Linked DNA regions of Mus musculus: region 2 is linked to region 1. Evidence: chromatin contacts called from public Hi-C data. All regions are on one chromosome and are shown on one strand. Each heading gives the region's core, a stretch centred on a gene start, on an enhancer-like site or on the middle of the called end of the contact. The rest is flanking DNA. Distances are from core to core; before and after follow the strand shown. Region 1 overlaps Ptprn2 (protein tyrosine phosphatase, receptor type, N polypeptide 2). Region 2 has its middle 23 kb from the start of Gm5441.

Region 1 (6,700 bases), core at 2,874-5,373:
GGTAGTCCAATGCCCAATGGCCCTGTTATAGACATTTTTGGAATGGCTGAGTAGGCCCAGTGAGAATTTGGACAGATAGGTCCAGTGGTCTTTCTTGTCACATTTAAACAAGGTCCTAGTGGCTCCTTCTGATGTGACAGTACCCTCATTTGCTGGAGGGCCTTAGCCGAGCATTGCTAATTGTGTTTCTGGTTATGCTGACTAGGATTGTGAAAGACTTTGAATACCAGGGCCAGGACCTCAGCCTGGACTGTAAGTGGGCCTCATTGTAAGTGTTTAAGTTTGACTTTTATGCCTGGGTATGACTGGGCAAAAAGTAGGTCATAAGGAGTTGTTGACCATCTGGGGATCACAGAGGTCATGAAAGGTAAGGTAGGACTGGGTTAAATAGTGGAAGTGCTTGATGAAGGTGATGGGGTCTGAGGTAAAAGAACCTAAATGTTTTCAATCTGGACAAGTTCACTAAAGGAGAAGGGGACATAAATACGAGTAGTACCTTCTACACCTGCTACTTCTCTGAGGGGCAGGATGGAGGTAGGGGCTGAGAGCAGTTTCACTAGAGTGAGTATGAAGAGGTTTGAAAATAGGTGGCAGTGGTGAGGACTTGGGGCAAATTGGATTGAGCAGGGGTGGGGCCTGAGGACACAGACTTTTCTGGTCTTGGTGAGACCCAGGTGGATAATGGAGTGGGAGGGTGGTAGATTGTTGGAACGGCAAGTGATGAGGAAGGATGTAGCATTGTTCATCAGCTAAACCGAAGGGTAGAGTTTCAGTTTCAGGAGCAGAAGTGTCAGGAGATGACATGAGGACTTAAGAGCAAGAAGGGTATGAGGTGGTGAGTAGGGAGACATTCAAGGAAAAAGCAGAGACATGCAGGATCACTTTATAAAAGTTGTAAGGATCCTGAATAATGTTAGGATCCAGAGGCCATTGGACAGCCATTTAGACTGATTATCTAGTGGATATAGGGACCAAGACAGTGGATGAGCTTAGGAGATGAGAGTTTGGTCATTTGAAATTTTGGAGGAGACATCCTAAAAGCAAGTCATTTTGAATGGAGGGGGCAGAACTCATCACCCTTAGTGGTCAGTGGGTCAAGGTCAAGAGACCAGATATCCTCTGTATCTAGAAAGGTTAAAACCAGGATCTCTGGGACAGGGGGTTATCACCCAGACACCATCATCAAGAGAAAGACCCCCCCCCCCAGTGGGTCTGAGGTCTGTGGGTCTGAGATTTTTGGGACTTGTCAACAGATATTTAGGAGGAGTTTGTTGTCAGTAAGGTTTGGAGGCACTCTTCTTTTAGAAACTGATAGGTGTATTGACTTGTTATAGGCACTGGAATGTTCTGTGGACTAGTTTAGGTTAACTCATGGACTACAGGTCATTAGACCAGTGGAAATTAAGCAAAGCACTGATTTCTTCACATGGCTCACCTATGTTCCTTTCTCACACAGTCTTTTAGTTCTCGGTATGGACCTACCTGTGTTCCTTTGTGTGAGGCAACATCCATCTCCACTGACACTGTATAGCACCTAAGCTTGTCACCGTGCATCTTGTAGTTGCTACTTCCTGGTCACTGGGACCTAGCAGCCATGTGAAAGCCCCAAAATGCTAGGAACAAAACATGATTAGTGTCTATGAGATCAGATCATGAAGATGCTCAACAGTGAGATGTGGTTGATGCAGGTCCATGAGCCATGATGATGCCCACAAGCCATTTTTATGTCCATGAGCCTATGATGATGCCCAGGTAGTAGAAGCTTCTAGAGGAGAGGAGTTTCTACTGAACCTCTCTAGAGGAGAAGAATTGCCCAAATCAATTTCTGCAGTGGATGACAAGGGATACTGAAAAACTGCATATATAGCAGCTGTACCAGCTTGCCATGTAGCTGAGGTTTCCACTCTCCAGGATCCATCTGTCTTCTGTCATGTAGGTATGTTACACAGAAATGTGTTGGAAACCATCACCCCTGCCTACTTCAAGTTGTTGATAGTGGTAATTTTTGAGTCCTATATAGGAAGGTAGTTTTGCCCTTATTTTTGGAAGGAAGAGGTAGCTCCAGTGGCTGCCATTGGTACTTCCTACCAAGAAAACACACCAACAGGAATACATCTGTCCCAGGCAGCTTCTAGAAGAATGGACATGAGAAGGGTTTTTATTTTGGTTTGCAGTTTCAGAGAAGTAGAGTCCATTATGGTGAGGAAAGTGTAACAACAGCTAAAGAAAGCATGGGTGCAGGAGCTGGACCCATAAATTGAACCATTATATTTTCATCTGCGTTCAACAAACAAGCCAGGACAGGGGGCAGGGGGACAGGAGGACAGGGGGACAGGGGCAATGCTATAAAACGTCAACCCCCCTGCCCAGTGATGCACTTTCTTTAGCAAGGCTCCACATTTTAAAAGGTCTTTAGCTTCCCCAGACAGTACCAACAACTGGGACCAAATATTCAAATACATAAACCTATGGTGGAGATTTCTCATTCAAACCACCATATCCCCCTCCCCCGCCATTATTACCATCTGGGTTAGTGTGTCAGAAGTGGTATATGCCCCTCCTCCATTATTACCATCTGGGTAGTGTGTCAGAGGTGGTATATGCCCTTCCCCTATCATTACCATCTGTGTTAGAGGGTATAGAGGTAACATAACCCTGTTCTTTCACTATTATCTGGGTTTGCATACAGTTCAGAGTTGATTGGTATTACCTAAAGTTCATAGTTTATATGCTGGTTCCTTTAGGTTGTGAACATTTTGTGAATTTCTAAGGGCATGTGTTCTCCTGAGTGTCACACTTGGGGTCTATTGCCTTAAGAACCCTCAATTCTCTGCCCAGTTTTCAATAATATCAAATGATATTATACATAGTTAATGAGAGAAATGCCACTTCCTGAAGGAGACCCTCAGCAAGTCCAATAGTTTTGATCTTGCTCCATAGAAGAAGAGTGTGAGACAGGTCATTGGACCTTACCTGAGATCCAGCCACTCTTTCTGCCTCTCTTCCAGCTATACATAACCCTGGCTCTTCCTCAAGTGGGCTTTGGGTACACCATAGAGGGTTAACTAAAGGAGGGATTTATATATGTAGCTTTGGGAGGCTGTCATTAATGTTATGTTGGGACTTTTTGGTGATATAGCTTTTGGGGTCACCCACACTCACAGTAACCCTTCACCCATCCTCTTATAAGAAAGTCTGGTAAACTCGTATTACCAAGCTGAACTCAGGTAGAGTAGTTTCTCTAGTTTATGGTTGGTGCTTTTCTGAGATGGAAAGACATTTGTCCAAGTTTCCACAAGGAAAGTTAACGAAATAGTTGTCACCCAAACAGGAGAAGTGACAGAAGGACAGATGAGATTGGGAAGAGCAGTTCTGTTCTATTTACTGTGGAGAGACATGTAACTGAAGCTAACCCATCTAAGAGCCAGCAGCCACAACCAATGCTGATATGGCCATTCATTGTTGAACGATATAAAGTGTGTGCTTATTCGATGAATGCCATCCATCAAGGGAGTACAGGGACATTCCAAGAATTGCCGATGAACCTGGGAGTATATTGCAGTCTCTGAAATTATTACATATGGACTAGGATTGTAAGAGAGCTGTGGCAGAAGTTTTATTGTCCATGTGGGTGAAAGCCATGCAACTGAGATTGAGGTGTCTTTGCAGAAAGCACTTGCTGAATAAGGGAGTAATTACCAGAGAAAGTCATGCAAGGAGGTACACTTCGTGTTAGCTTCTGATTTTGTAGGTAAATTGGATAAAGATGAAGATCAGATTTGTCTTAGCATTACTCTTGCTGCAATGAAACATCAGGACTAATTGCTAGTTGGAGAGCTTACACTTCTACATCACAGTTCACCATCAAAAGAAGCCAGGATAGGAACTCAAGCAGGCCTGGAACCTGAAGGCAGCAGCTAATGCAGAGGCCATGGAAGAGTGCTGCTCTCATCGTGGCTTTCTCAGCCTGCTTTCTTATAGAACTCAGGACCATCAGCCTAGGGGTGTTCCTACCCACAATTACTAAGAAAATTCACAACAGGCCTGCCTATAGCCTGATCTTATTGAGGCATTTTTTTTTTTTGAGTTGAGGCATCTTCCTATCCAGTGACTCTAGCTTATGTCAACTTGACATAAAACCAGCTTGCACCAGACTAAGAACTGACTCACTGTTTCTTCTGACTGTGGGGAAGAAAGGAGAAGAGAGTACAAAATATATCAGTGCTCAAAAGCTCTGTTTGTTGTCAAAAAACGTGGGGGAGAACTAAACAGGAAGAAGGGAGAAGATGAGGTAGAAATGAGAGCGAAGGGGCTGGGTGAGAGAGTGTTGTATTACTCTCACTTGGCCAGGCTAGACAGTGTTCACTGCAGAATCGGGAAGGACATTAATTCAGTAAGGGCCTTGGACTGGCAGAGATATTTTTGGCTTCACAGATGTCCATGATCTTTCTGGGGTAGATAAGGCTCTGGTGGACCTGAGCTATTAGGTGAGCATGTAAAAGGGGGCTGCCTGGATCACTTGAAATCAAATGTGGCAAAATTTGTTTTGAGCTGGAGTTCCAAAGAGAAAATGGGCAGAAAGCAAAGGCTGTGCCTGTGTGTGCCTGAACAACAGTACATCAATGAGGTGCAAGAGGTACAGGTATCCCTATTGTGTCTGCCAGTACCTGCAGCAGATCCTCTTGGTCCCTTATCTGTGTGGAACGAGTCTCTGGTGCAGGTGGGCAAGGAGTCGGTGGGAATTGACAGACAGACTCGACACAAGGGAGTGTGGATCTGAATGTAATTTGTCAAATCGAGCATCAAACTTTTTATACAGAAGAAAATAGGGAAGTTGGGTGACACTCTAGTAAGGTACAAAGAAGTTACTGGATTCTTACACAAAACAGAAGGACTGGCAGGAACCAACTGGGGTAAAATTCAATGTTAACAACTGGGATCAAAAACATCTCCACCTAAGGTCCACTTAATCTTAGAAGCCAGGGGCAAGGGCTTTGTGCCCTTGCCAAAGTTCCTACTCTAGTCTATTGTATAGTCCACCTTCCCTCTAGGCCATTGTAAATACTTGTGTATGGGTGTAACTCAGCTACCTATAGTTCTAAGTATCTACTCTGGTTCCTCTTTAAGTCACAAACTTCCTTCTTCCTAGATAATGGTAAATTTCTGTGTAGGGCAGTGACCTAGGTATCCATGCCCAGGGACTGCGGATCAAGGACTGCCTAGGATCTAACTTGGCTATATGTCAAAATATCAATCCTTAGGAGCACTTGTAATAAAGCAATATTAAGGGAAAGCACACAGATCCGTTTACCAACTAAAGCAAGGACATTGGAGCATTCTTTATACAGGATGCCACGATTCCAGGAGGCTGTTTCCATGAATTTTTCACCTCGGGGCAGCGCCCAGGTTTTTGGTGCCTGTTGTGCTTGTCACTACTGGAGTGGATGTAGCAAGTACCTGTTATAAATTGGTCTGGCATCCCAAGAAAATGACCAAACAATCCAAAGTATCCCAGTAAAGCAAAAGTTTTTACATTTGCAGAGTGTGTCCAGCTGTGAGAAATCAGGCAATCACACCTGCAGGAAGTCAGCCATGTTTTCAGGAAGGCAGCTATGCTTTCCACCCATAATGCAAAGGTCCTGTGCTTCACTCTGGTTGGTCAGAGATCAGACTGTCATTCTTATGTGATCATCTAGTTCAGAAAGGTGCAGTTTCTAGGGAGAAATGAACAAGTATATATTTGAGTTCAGAACTGCTGACACAGGTGAGAATTACAAAATGACATCTTTAAAAATTGAATTTTCAGCCGGATGTGATGGCGCATGCCTTTAATCCCAGCACTTGGGAGGCAGAGGCAGGTGGATTTCTGAGTTCGAGGCCAACCTGGTCTACAAAGTGAGTTCCAGGACAGCCAGGGCTAAACAGAGAAACCCTGTCTAGAAAACACACACACACACACACACACACACACACACAAATTGAATTTTCATTGTCTTATTTAACCCTTTGGAAGAGAAGATATCTGTCTTAATCAGGGTTTCTATTCCTGCACAAACATCATGACCAAGAAGCAAGTTGGGGAGGATAGGGTTTATTCGGCTTATACTTCCATGCTGCTGTTCATCACCAAAGGAAGTCAGGACTGGAACTCAAGCAGGTCAGGGAGCAGGAGCTGATGCAGAGGCCATGGAGGGATGTTCCTTACTGGCTTGCCTCACCTGGCTTGCTCAGCCTGCTCTCTTATAGAACCCAAGACTACCAGCCCAGAGATGGTCCCACCCACAAGGGGCCTTTCCCCCTTGATCACTAATTGAGAAAATGCCTTACAGTTGGATCTCATGGAGGCATTTCCTCAACTGAAGCTCCTTTCTCTGTGATAACTCCAGCTGTGTCAAGTTGACACGAAACTAGCCAGTACAATATCTTTCTTTGTTCCTTCCTTCCTTCCTTCCTTCCTTCCTTCCTTCCTTCCTTCCTTCCTTCCTTCCTTCCTTCTTTCCTTCCTTCTCTCTCTTCTCTCTTCCCCTCTCCCTTTCTTTCCTTCTCTCTCCCCTTCCTCCCTTCCTTTTTCTTTCTTTCCTACCTTCTTTCCTTCTTTATTTCCTCCCTTCTTCTTTTCCCTCCTTTTCCTCTTTTTCTTTCCTCTCTTTCTCTTGCTTGCTTGCTCACTTGCTTGCTTGCTTGTTTACTTGCTTTAACA
Region 2 (6,798 bases), core at 81-2,580, 630 kb after region 1:
TTTCAGCTGAGATAAAATCCTGACCCTCTGTTTTTCTTCTTTCTTGCAGTGGCCTGTTGGTTCAGAACAGAGTCAAAGATGATGCCCACTGGGATAGACTGTGGCCAAGAACAAGGGCCACCAGTTCTGATTTGGAGCCAGTCAACTCCCTGGCTAGAGACAGCTGTTGTCTCTGGGGTAGAGCCCATTCCTTTTAGCTCCACAGTCTCCAGCAGGGGATACACACTCTTTCAGGGCTCCCCAAGCTCACAGGAGAATCCCCCAGGCAGGCTGGGAAGGCTCAATGTGCCCCTGATTTCTGGCTTCACAGCGGCTGCACTGTAAATCCTTCTTATGGCAGTTTCACTGGACACTGAGCAAGAAAAGCAATGTTGGCTCAAGATGGAGAATGATACATACGGCCATTCTGGAAGACATTAACTCCGAGCCTGATGCATAGGTTTATAGGATCTGAAGAGCCTCCTGTTGTCACACTAACACTGATAAATGACAGCTGAGCCAGAAGGAATGTAACAGGGCAGTGCTGCTGTCAGGGAGAGTATGAGGATATGGAGATGTGGCCAGACAGCAGGGTCTGCCACATGAGTGTGGACACAAAACTTGTAGTTCCATAGACCAAGGCTGTCCTCACTCTCAGTCCCCAAATCTCTGTCCCTGTAGGCTTTCCTCCTCCACCTGATGTTTTCTTCAGAGTACAGGTTAAGGCTGGAGGATGGAGAAAGAGATGGTTTTCATGGAAGTGCTAAATATCCAGGGAAAAGACAACTCAGGGCCGATCTGGGAGTTGGGCAGCATATCTAAAGTGAGACTGTACCCTTCCCGGGAAACAGGCTCTAACTGTTACAAGCAAAGGAGAGGAGGATTGCCCCCCCCCAAGCCCCGCTCAACTGTGGGCTCCTCACATCACCCATTCAATGGCAGATAGTGTTAATCCTGGTGGTTAGGTTGTCAGAACACACATGGTGCACCTAGGCCTGTGGGTTAGACTACCTGGTTCTTGAGGTGTCTCGACAAAGTAAGTGACTTAAGAGAATCCTACATACAGCTTTGGGAACCTTATACCTGAAGTCTGGGTGCCTCCCTTCCTCTAACACAAGGAAGGCTCTGAGGAAAGGTCCTTCCACTCCTCTTCCAACTTCTGATGTTGCCAGAGACCCTAGAGTCTTCCCCTGGGAGAGGGACCACTCTGCTCTGCTTCCGTTTCCACATAGCTTTCCCTGTCTGTCCTCCACTTCTTCTGTCTCCATATGGCCTCCTCCCCCTCCTCTGTCTGTCTCTGAGCAGCCCCCTCTTCTTCTGTTGCCATATAGCCTCCTTCTCCTCTCTCCACATGGTTCCTTTTCTGTCTCCATAGTTTCCTCTATGCCTCCATATGGCCTCCCCTGTGTCCGCACAGCTTCTTTCTGTCTCCATACAGCCTCTCCTCCTCCCTCCTCCTCCTCCCCTTCTTCTTCCTCTCCCCTTACCTCCTCTCCATCTTTCCTCTCCATCTTACTCTTCCTCTGTGCAACTTCACACAAGGTGTCTTACAAGAACATCAGCCTAATGGCTGAGAGTCCAGTCCCAGGCAGGTCTCATCTGAACTGGACTCTAGAGATCTTGTCTTCAAACAAGACTACCTTTGTACCAGTGTGGGGATGACTTGCACAGTTCTCTGGGTAACAAACCCAGCCCACAACAGTTAGGCCAATAGGGTGCTGTTATAAACACTCCCATCCCTAGAGAGAGCAAATATTACCCAAGGGTGACAGAAACCCTGGTCTGACCACTTCCAACTCCAAAAATCTTTTTTTTTTTTTGAAAGGCCGCATCTCATGTGCCCTAGGCTAGCCTTGAACTTCTTTCTGATCTTCTTGCTTCTTTCTCCCTAATACTGGGATGGCAGGCATGTATCACCACACCCAGTTTTATGTGGCATCAGAATTGAACACAGAACCTTACACATGTTTGGCATGCAGTGCACACAGCTGAGATACATCCCAGCCCTTGACCCCCTAATTCTAACTTACCCTTAAAATCAACTACCAGCTCCGAATCACCTGTCAATAGCAAGGATGGAGACAAGGAACCGAAGTCATCCTGAAGACTTACTTCCCACCCTCCAAGAAGGCATCACTGGCCAAGGACCATCTGAGAATGGCTGGTGTGGCTACACTTGGGTGGAGGCTTTCTTTCAACAAAAAGTTTGTCGAAGATGGACCAGTAGCCAGATAGGATACCATACATTTTAATGTCAGCTACTCCAGGCTGAAGCAAGAAGGTGGCAAGTTCAAGGCCCCACAGAGGAGTGAGTGTGCACTCAGAACTCCTTTTTCAGAGAACCCAGTCTAAACCAGTGAGTGGTGTAAAGCTGAGTTCAGCCAGGCCTGGAAGCCCTCACCTTTAATGCCAGCACTGTGGAGGCAGAGGCAGGCAGAACTCTGTGAGTTCGAGGCCAGTCTGGGCTACGTGGTAGGTTTCAGGACAGCCAGGGCTATGTAGAGACACCCTGACTTCGGTGTCCCCTTTCCCCACTCAGTGTCCCAGATAGAACAGGGCAGATGATACTGCTGAAACTGTTTCATGTTTACAAATGTGTACAACACCTGGTGCAAGGCCTCGCCGTGCACAAACACCTGCCTGTTGCCTCTCTCCACCCACCAATCTGAACTCCCAGCAGCCCCAGCTTATCCTGAAAGATGAGATGCACTCCTTAGAGACAGACTTCACAGCCGACCTCGGGTGAAAAAAATCCATCTTCTGTCCTCAGGGATTGCCCCCACCTCAGCATCTCCTTTGAGGGGAAGTACACTAACGGGTGTACCTTGTTCCAAACCATTGACCTTGAGATCATCACATGTGCATCCTGAAGCACGCGTGACTGAGGCAGCTGTGGGCATGCTTCTGTGCTCTGCAGGACACTGCCTCCGATGAGCTGAAGAACTGCTTTCCAGGACCAGCCACCTCTGTGTACCCAAGCAAAACCAGCAATAGAAGAGCTGGAAGATTCCCTGGGCCGGCTGGGTCAGCTTGATCTTGCTATACAAGAAAGGGACTTGATCCTGAGCCCTCACTGGTGGGCCACCCCTAACAAAGGCCTCCTGAGCACCTTCTGCTCAGAAGTCTTCCCTCTGGTACCCTGCCTCACGACACTGCTACTTCCTTGTGGTGCTGGGCTCAGAGCTTCATATGATACACAAGCAGGACAAGGCCACTGTCCCTGAAGCAGTATTGCAGTCTCGATGGCAGCTGACTGCCATGGGCTACAGCTGGGCATTCTGTGAGTGGGGCATATGGGGTAGAGTCATGGAAAGGTCTACTGGGATTAGACCATAAGCAGGTCTGGGTCTATCAGGAGGCTGCTTCCTGGCATCAGCACAGGCTCTGTACCCCTGGGTAAGTGCTGGTCACCTGTAGATGGCTGCTACCAGCCTCCCAGTCCCCCAATTTCCGGGTGGTATTACTTAACACCTAGAGTGAAGGCTCTTCCCTGGGCACATGCTTCTTATCTCTGCTCCCTCTACACTGAGAGAAAAGTGTTTTCAACTAAAGAAGGTTGCAAAAGGAAATTATCCAGCTTTTCCCTTAAGACATGCTCCCAATTCGTCACACCGAGCTTGGCGTGAATCATAGCAGCCAGACTATATTTGTGCCACCAGTCCCTACAGAGCAAGGTGAGGTTCACGGCTTCTGGAAATTTCTGAAATTGTTGGTAACTGTTCTCCTCATTAGTGGCCACAGACTGTGTGTGTGAGAAAGGAGCATGGAGCCAAGGCAAATCTGTCACTCAGTGTTGACTGCCACCAGCAAGTGGCTCCATTCCTGTTTGATCTTTCAATTCAAAGAAGGGTCTGACTTTTTTTTTTTTTAAATTGGACTTTCAATACTGTCTCATATCCACCATTTGGACTCTTTGTAGGGGGCTTCTAAAATTCAAAGAACTGACTCGCGCTAAGTACATGCACATTCCTTTAGCAATACTGTGTCTTAATTAACTATTGAATCAGCGTTTGGGAATGTTATAGACAGCTATAATCTACTGCTATTCATGTCAAATTTGAAGTTTTTTGATTACTAGTATGTGTGTCCTTGAAAGTGGTAACAAAAGTTTCTATTTTGGAGCAGCTACTGTTTAGTCCAAAGGGTCATATTTTATGACAACAATTTGCTTTTTACAGCTTTGTTTAATGATCTGTGATTTGAGCTACACCCTAATTAACCCCAACTTGGTCTAAACTGGCTCTGATAAACAGAACTAGTACTGAAGAGGAGAGACATTAGAGGCTGCCAGAGGTGAGATACACATAGTCTCCATATGCAGGGCCCAGCCCGATTCTGATGATACACAACTGCTTTTAAATTACAGAGATCCAGTCCAATGTGCCAGCAGCCTCTGGGTCTAAAACAGCTGCCTATCGCTGTGTGAAATCAGCTCAACCCTGACTCTGTCTTAAATTCATGTTCTCCAAGGCGTATAGCACTTAGAGCTAAGTGTTTATCAATATGGCTAAAAATTAAGTAGGGAGGTGTAAGAACATATAAAAAGAGGAGAAAAAGACTCTCTCTCTAGTGTACTCATCCTGGTCCCACATCAATCACTGTGTTGAGCCAACGCCTAGAAGGCAGTGTGGAGCATGCCCAGTGGAGCAGCCTTCTTCCTAAAGCCGCATGGCTTCTGCAATTATACAGAGAGGTGCTGGAAAGCTGACTGCTACCGTGGTGTGTGCACAACTTCCAATTCTACCAATAAGCTTCCGGTAATACTTGGCTAGCAAGTCTCATGTCAATCATACATCAACTGACCTTCATCAAAACTGAAGCTAAGCAAGGGCAAGCAAGATGGCTCAGTGGATTAATGTACTGGCTGCCAAGCTTGACAACCTGAGTTTGTACCCTAGGACTCACTTTGTGGAAAAGACCCAGCTCTCAGTTGTCCTCTGGTCTCTATATGCCCACTGTGTATACCTACCCACAACATACACAAATGCACATGCACACACATACACATGCACACATGCACAAATATTCTTAAGATTTCTATTTTAATAGAAACCTAGGGCTGGATGTGGTGGGACATGCCTTTAATCCTAGCATTATGGAAATAGATGCAGGCAGATCTATGAGTTTGAAGCTAGCTTGGTTTACATAGCAAGTTATAGGGTGGTAAGGGTTATACAGTGAAACCCCATATCAAAAACTAAAATAAAATTTAATGGAATTTAATTTAAAAATTAAATCCTGGAGCTACTCATGCTCTATGCACATGCAACCTCGGCCGTGGGAAAATCATAGACTAGGAGACTGAAATGTCAAGGCCAGGCTGAGCTACATACAGAAACTGATGCAAAATCAAAAGCAGAATCTGCAGCTGATGCACACAAGCAGCTCTGGTGCCCTGTGGCGGCGGCGGCGGCGGCTGCTGCTGCTGCTGCTGCTGCTGCTGCTGCTGCTGCTGCTGCTCTGGTGCCCTGTGCTGCTGCTGACTCCAGAGAACATTCTGTGGGGACAAAGGCAGTACCAATGAGCCTATTTCACTTATCCAGACTTCTGCTTCTTAGAGCACATCCCATGAGGGGCAGTGACTTTTCTTACAGATATGACTAGAGTTGAGATATTCTGATGTTCTTATTAGATTAGATTAGATGTTTTCTTCTGGTTTGCATAACAATTTATAGAAAGGTGGCATTACAAGGAAGCACACACTTGTGTCACACTGGACAAATCAGGAGGATAGACAGCGACATCTACCACATTAGCCTCCTTCCTCAGACTTTTAACTGCATCCCGAAGAAATGTCACTCCTATCTCTGAAGCCAGGGACCAAGTCCAGCAGCTCTGCACATACTGGTCAGCATCCTGTCAGTTCCTCAGCAGTGTACAGCTCAGCAGGTGACACGATTATTATAGCAAGAAAGGACTGGGAATATTAACCAAGAAGCCACGAATCAGCCACCAAACCCAGACACTATTGCATACGCCAGCAAAATTTTGATGAAGGGACCCTGGTATTGCTGTCTCGTATGAGGCTATGCCAATGCCTGGCAAATACAGAACTGGATGCTCACAGTCATCTATTGGATGGAACACAGGGCCCCCAATGGAGGAGCTAGAGAAAGTACCCAAGGAGCTGAGAGGGTCTGCAACCCTATAGGTGGAACAACAATATGAACTAACCAGTACCCCAGAGCTCGTGTGTCTAGCTGTATATGTAGCAGAAGATGGCCTAGTCGGACATCACTGGGAAGAGAGGCCCCTTGGTATTGCAAACTTTATATGCCCCAGTACAGGGGAATGCCAGGGCCAAGAAGCAGGAGTGGGTTAGTAGGGGTGCAGGGTGGGGGGAGGGTATAGGGAACTTTTGGGATAGCATTTGAAATTTGAAATGTATATAAAGAAAATATCTAATAAAAAAAGAAAAAGAAAAAAAAAAAACACGAATCGCTGTTTGTTCTGAGTATGGGAGAATCTAATGACCCGTCATTCACCACTGTCTTTGGCATCCTCTGATGTGCCACTTGTAGGGTCATGATACTGAGTAGTGACTGCTGGATGCAAAGCTCCCACTCCTCACTAAAATTACCAAGGGGACAGGATAAGGGCTGCCATCCTCTTGTTAACTCAATTCATTTGAGCATAAAGTAAGACTCATCAATTTACTTCTGTATGCACGTATACAAATGATCATAAGTGTGCATACAAACATTCCTATGTGTGAGAAAAAAATCTGTGTGGGCTTTTGTCTGAACATACATGGAAATGCATGTGAACACTTATGCGTTGTGTGCACATGTATGTATGTGCATGAAAGTACTCATGTGT

The links. Hi-C and Micro-C count contacts between places; a contact is called where the count stands out from the background.
Region 2: a contact with region 1 is called in a Hi-C map of cortical neurons. The contact joins two enhancer-like sites. A contact is called at or near these places in 1 of 484 Hi-C or Micro-C datasets (cortical neurons) and 1 of 9 other capture datasets (embryonic stem cells).

The regions. Positions count from the first base shown.
Region 1 is chr12:116,724,643-116,731,342 of GRCm38.p6, forward strand. The region is part of intron 3 of Ptprn2 (protein tyrosine phosphatase, receptor type, N polypeptide 2); the gene reads left to right. Among named protein-coding and RNA genes, the nearest start is that of Gm31336, 29 kb to the right of the region's middle. Within about 2 kb of position 4,124, at least 4 of the 459 cell types and tissues checked have an H3K27ac peak or open chromatin away from gene starts, as enhancers often do. A contact at or near this core is called in cortical neurons, where this site is marked.
Region 2 is chr12:117,356,696-117,363,493 of GRCm38.p6, forward strand. No RefSeq gene overlaps it. Among named protein-coding and RNA genes, the nearest start is that of Gm5441, 23 kb to the left of the region's middle. Within about 2 kb of position 1,331, at least 9 of the 459 cell types and tissues checked have an H3K27ac peak or open chromatin away from gene starts, as enhancers often do. A contact at or near this core is called in cortical neurons, where this site is marked.